Linked DNA regions of Delphinus delphis: region 2 is linked to region 1. The links are chromatin contacts, called in public Hi-C maps. All regions are on one chromosome and are shown on one strand. The core of a region is the stretch at or near the end of the contact, and the rest is flanking DNA. Distances in the headings are between cores, read along the strand shown. Region 1 holds the start of NAA16 (N-alpha-acetyltransferase 16, NatA auxiliary subunit). Region 2 holds the start of WBP4 (WW domain binding protein 4).

Region 1 (2,923 bases), core at 160-2,659:
ACTGTTACCGGTCTGTGGCCCGGGGGTTGGGGACCCCTGGTCTAGGAGACCACCACCAGCTCAGGTGCCACTCAGCCAAGCTTCCCATGAAGCCCTCTTTGCCTACTTCCTCTAATAGCTTGTGGAGCCTAGTTTCTGTCTAGAACACATAGGCCCTTCTGGACCTCCCCCGTTTTAATAACAGTCCCTTCCTTATTTTAAAAGTGAGGTAATTCCCTGTCAGTCCAGTGGTTAGGACTCTGCACTTTCACTGCTGAGGGTGCGCGTCTGATCCATGGCCGGGGAACTAGTATCTGGCAAACCCTGCAGAGGGGCCAAAAAAAAGACTGAGGTGATACTTTCTCCCATCTCCGACCAACTCAGGCTACAGGGAAAAAAAATCAAGTAAGCCCGACCCAGTTCTGATTACAGCCCATTAAATGCAACTATGCATCAATTACCCTGTAGTCTCACAAACATGCACAAATGAAGATCCAGAACATGTATAAGTTTATGTACCTAATATTTACATATACCTTAATATTAAACCTACACCGTATGTACGGCTATTCTTGTCAACAATGTATGTCCAGATCTTTCTAGACTCACACATTTCTGTCACTATGCTGCCTTTCATGTATGGTAGAAAGCGCCTCAGAGTTGGAAGATCCTGGGTTTGAATCTTTTTTCTTTCATTATTATAGGGCTTGTATAAAGGAGAACCACCTGAGGAGAAAGCGTAGGTAGACCTGGGGAATCAGGCGCCCCATAAAACCACCGTAATTCTCACTGACAATGTTAGGTGTTCAAAACTGCTGAGAATATTTTTCTCTGACATTTCAAACGTGCTTTCACATTAGCCCTTTTCAAGTCCTGCCCAGTGACCTCACGTACGTTGTCAATACTTCTTTGCTCTGCCCTGGAGAGAAAAGGCTTCTCTCAAAGACTAAGTCGAGGGAGAAAATAAGGAAAACAAGTTCGTCCTACATCAAGAAATTTACTTTGTGTCCAGCACTGTTTAAATTCCTGACTGGAGAGAAATCAAAAAAGTCAGATTCTGATATAACTAACATTATCTTGGGCCAGAAGCCTAACAACCAAAGCACAGTACAAGGCAGCGACTTACGAACGGCTACGGTGCAAGCTCCCTACCCGGAGCCTCGGTGCAGGTGACAGAAGCGACCGCCTGACACAGGGCCCCAGTTCCTCGCCGCGGGGCGCCCTGCGCATGCGCACGCCGCCTCGCTCGAGGGGGGCGGGTCCTAGCTGCCATCTTGCCCCGTACGGGAGCCGCCGCCGCTTACCCCAAAGCAAGGCTGGGGCTGAAGGGTATCCTACCCAGACCGGCTTCCTTTTCCATTGCCAGCCCTGCTCGGCAGCTCTGCCCAGGCTGCTCAGCCCCAAGTATGAACTGACCCGTCGCCCGCAGCACGACTCTTAGCCGCGGCTCGTCCCGGTGCCCATCTCGCGAAACGGAGCGCGCGGGCACCCAGCCTCCTCTCCAGCCGCGATGCCGAACGTGCAGCTGCCGCCAAAGGAGAGCAACCTCTTCAAACGCATCTTGGTAAGTGGCCAGTGGCTGCGCCGCCCACCCCTGGCAGCCCCGGACCCGGCGCGGCGAGCTGTCTGGCGGCGATGGCGCCTGCGCGGCTGGGCCCGGCCCCCCTGGGTTCTTTGTTTGTGCGCGAACCCGCACGGCCCTACCCCTGCCTCGCAGGGCCCGCCACCCCGCTCTCCTCCCTCCCTCCGCGGCCGCTCCTTCCAGAATCTTCCCGCCGCAGTCACCCTGGGCCTGGGCGCGCCGGCCGGGAGTGGCCCGTGCCCTCTGCGGCGCCTGGCGGCCGGCCTCGCGACCTCCTCCCCCCGGTCCACCCCAGTTACTTTTGCCAGCATCCCTGCGTCCAGGTGTTCGTTCACTGCCTTACGTGGAATCTATTGCACAGCGCACCTCGACACCTTTGAAAGCGGGAGCGATCCTGTAATGGGATGGGATCCGATTTATACCGGTTACGGGAAACTAAAACCCCGGAGACTCATCCTCCCGTTGGTAGAGAGTTTGCCTATTTTTGGTGTGTCGTACTAAGCCTCTTTGGGAAGTACGTGACTCGAAGTGCATTTCTAAGTTCAAAAGCCGAACATAGCTCTGATTGTTTTTAACTCGTACAGGCCCTGTAAGTGGTTAAAGCCGCGCGGACTGGCTGGTATTGCACTTGAGGGGTGCATTTACTTTGATTCCGAGCAGAAACCTGAATAATGGTCCCGTAATGATGACGGCTGCCGGGTGGAGAGGGGAGTTTTCTGTGGGTTATATGTCACCGTCCTGGTACCTTAATGGTTTTCCAGGGAGGAGGGGCAACATGCCTTTGCTTTTCTCAGTAGACACTGGAGACTGATTGTCTTTCATCTGAAAACCAGCGTTTAGATTTTAAGGGTGAATTTATTAATCAGAGCTTGTGTTGGTTATATGACCATTAGCTGTTGCTTACCTTTATTATATATAAAATAAAGTATAAGCAATTGCAGATAAAAAAAAATCATAGTAGCCGTTCTGTTTCAAGCCAAATAGAAACGTCACACTTAGTCTTCAGAATGTTACAAAAGCTACATAGTAAATGGGATGAAAATTTTGTCTTAATTTTATATGGTGCTTAGTGTTGCGCAAATGATGAGAAACGAGTGTAAAAACATAAATCTAATTAAAGCATTGTGGCAGATTGCTTCATTCGACTTTGCATATATTTTTTCTTTATTTTACTTTCATTTTTCTCATACCCTTGTATTTTTCGCAGTGTGGAATTGGAGAAGTGAACTTTTTTGCCCCTTTTGGGTGGGGTGTTTTGTTGTTATTTTTTTGGTCTAAGGGAACTGAAACATGTTAATGAAAAATTATCTATAAATTGTTGGATTTTAGGACATTTGGTATTATACCTAAAAGATGACAGAC
Region 2 (2,818 bases), core at 238-2,737, 220 kb before region 1:
TTTTCTTCTCCACAGCGTGTGTGTGTGTTTTTTTTGTGGGGGGGGGGCGGACGTGGGCGGAGAACGGGACGGACGCCCTTCCCCAGAGGCCTTCCCGAGCAGAAACACTCAAGTCTGTGGCTCCGGACTCTGGGGTACTTTCTGAGAACTACGGCCGGCGCCCCCGATGTCAAGTTGGGATGACCTCGCAGGCCGGCCTCGGGGCGGGGCTCGGGCGCCGCGGGAGCCCGGGGTGGACACGCGGCCAATCCGGCTGCCGCGGGCAGCTGCGCGGTCAGGAGAGCGCACCCGCGGGCACCGAGGATCTCCGGACAGCCCTCGGCGCCTCCCCGCGCCCCCCCCCCCGCCAGGGGGCTGCTTTGTGTCGGGGGTGTTTCTAGTCAACACCCGGCCGAGACAACGGGGCTCCAAGCCGGGCGCGGGCTCCCGGGCGCCGAGGGCAGGGGGCAACACGCCCCGCTTCGCTTGGGACCGTCAGAAGGGGCCGGCCGAGGAGGAGGGTGTGGGCCCGAGGGGGGCACTGGGGACAGATAAGGAGAAGCCAGAGTTAATCATCACCTCCCGAGCGCTTGGAAAGGGACGGCCGGGGGCCGGAGGGGCGGGAGGGCGGCCCCGGGGAAAGTGAAACTCCTTCCCGGCAGCTCAGCCCCGCCAGCCTCCGGCAGGAGGAGAGGAACCCTGAGTACACTCGCTCCTCCAGCCCGCCCGGCGCGGCACTCGTGTCTCCCAAAGCCGCAGCCCAGTTCACGGCGTCATTAACAACTACTCGAACGCGCGTTTTCCACGAAATCACCTGGGGTAGGGGGCAGGAAAAAAGAGCCAGAGCCACTGGAAATAAAAATGAGTTAGTCCCCCCTGTCCACTTCTAAAAAGAGATACACCGTTCCCATACCGGGAGTCGAACCCGGGCCGCCTGGGTGAAAACCAGGAATCCTAACCGCTAGACCATATGGGAAGTGCTGCTGAGAAAGCTGCGGTGACTCACCTGACAAGCGCAAACGCCGCCGCTCCCCAGCTCCACCGCCCACCGCCACTCCAGCCGCCGCCGCCTCTGCGCCACCCGAGTCGCTACCGCCGCTGCCCACGCGCTCGCGAGCCAGGGAACGCGCCCGACCCGAGCGCGCGGGCGTCCGGGGGGCGGGGCTGGGTCGCTCCACCGCCTCAGGAAAGTTCTGAGGCAAGGCCGAGCCAAGCGACTCTCGGCTCCGAAACCAGCTGTTTCACCTCTTTTTTTTTAACTCCGCCAACGGCCCCCAGCCTACAGGTCCGGGCTGCTCTGCTGGTCAAAGTGCGTGCGGACTAGTTGGCAAAGTTGAGGGCGGCGACGTCTCTGGGAACAGCTGTTTGCGTTCGGGGCGGAGGCGTCGCGCGAGCTCCTCGGCCACGAGCCAGCGAGCCTAGAAGAAGGGTGGAGGTTCTGGATCTCAGGGAAAAAAAGAGAAGGCGGGATAACGCGGGGACGTGAGGCTTGAGCTTCCCGTCTCTCAGCTCAGGTCCCGTCGCGCTTTCGCCCCTTCTCCGTGACCTCAACCCGTTTATAGCAACCCCACCTCTCCGGAGCCGGGAGTACCGCCCCTGGAGGGGGAGGGGAAGGAGAGGAAATTTCGAACGCGGATTGAGTCGTCTGGGCACCCGTAGTTGGGAACCGTGGAACACTGGTCCGGGGGAAGAAGGGAGGTGTCCGGGCTCGGAGGCTGCGGTGGGCCTCGCGGTGAGCTGGGCTCCGACTCGTCCCGCGTGGGGAACGCGAGCCTCAGCCGGGCCCGGAGCGACCCGCGGAGCGGCTGGTCCTGTCATGTGAGTCGGGTCTCAGGCTCTAAACAACGAGGTCTTGTTTCTCCGGGCGGCCCTTTCCCCCTCCGGGTCTCTAGCTCCGCCACCACCCCTCTCCCCCCGCCCTCGGCCGGGGGGCGTGACGGACGCTCCTTTAACTCGCTCGGGGTCTGCAGCGGACAGGCGGGGCCTGTTTTCTGGGCGGGGTGGGGATGCTACCCCGCAGAGCGCCCTGGGGGCCTGGAGCACGGGCTCTGGGAGGGAGGCTGGCGGCCCCTGGAGGTTGGACGGCCGCCGCAAAGCGACGGAGCGCTCCCGCCACCTACACGGTTGGGGGCCGAGAGCATCCTTCTGGTTTCTGTAGCGCTTGAACCGTGGGGTATTGTGAAATTGTAGGGTTGGGCTGCGGCCACCGCTGCCTCCTCCGCCTACTAGAAGCGGCCAGCCTTGGTTAGCCTATGAATTTATTTTTTATTTTTTGGTCTTGCCGGCCGAGGGATCCTTTGGCTTTTCTAATTCTCTTTTGCCATGAGGCTCAAGAACAAACTGTATTAACTGATAGTCTCAGAGGAACCACGGCCTCCCACCAGAGGTGTCTTATGTTTTGTTCTTTGGGTAGAAATAACTTGATTTAAAGTGAACTTTATGAGTTTCTTCATGTTTCAATTAACAGTAATCTCCAAAAATGCCAGAAAGGAATGGAAAGAATAGATAATCTTCTCCAAGATGTTCCTTATTTCTTCACATTGATGACAGTAACAAATGAGGCATTTTTTAAAAAGCTATTTTGTTTAAGGGCGTTTTAAATCCGTTGCAGACTTTTTCCACTCTACTGGCAACAGAATTTCAGTTGACTGATTTCATTCAGCTAAATAATAAAGCAGGGTGCTGTGTGTAACAAGTCAAGATTCAGTAGCAGAGGCTTATATTTTGGCCTTTTTAAGAAGTTGTAAATCATGCAAAAATTTACCTTTTTAAATTGTAAATAAACTTAAACTTGTTTTTCCTTTTCCAGGGCAGACTACTGGAAGTCCCAACCAAAGAA

Evidence for each region. Hi-C and Micro-C count contacts between places; a contact is called where the count stands out from the background.
Region 2: a contact with region 1 is called in a Hi-C map of lung, with 4 times the contacts expected there. The contact joins the promoter of WBP4 here to the promoter of NAA16 in region 1. A contact is called at or near these places in 2 of 3 Hi-C or Micro-C datasets (lung and muscle).

The regions. Positions count from the first base shown.
Region 1 is chr18:24,909,570-24,912,492 of mDelDel1.2, reverse strand. NAA16 (N-alpha-acetyltransferase 16, NatA auxiliary subunit) reads left to right here and starts at 1,409. Exons shown (of 20, transcript XM_059995524.1): 1 at 1,409-1,543. The coding sequence starts at 1,490. MTRF1 (mitochondrial translation release factor 1) reads right to left here and starts at 1,517. Exons shown (of 12, transcript XM_059995532.1): 1 at 1,396-1,517.
Region 2 is chr18:25,127,004-25,129,821 of mDelDel1.2, reverse strand. WBP4 (WW domain binding protein 4) reads left to right here and starts at 1,487. Exons shown (of 11, transcript XM_059995558.1): 1 at 1,487-1,797; 2 at 2,789-2,818. The coding sequence starts at 1,796. ELF1 (E74 like ETS transcription factor 1) reads right to left here and starts at 1,459. Exons shown (of 9, transcript XM_059995554.1): 1 at 986-1,459. It overlaps TRNAE-UUC (transfer RNA glutamic acid (anticodon UUC)), which reads right to left and starts at 955; the gene lies at 884-955.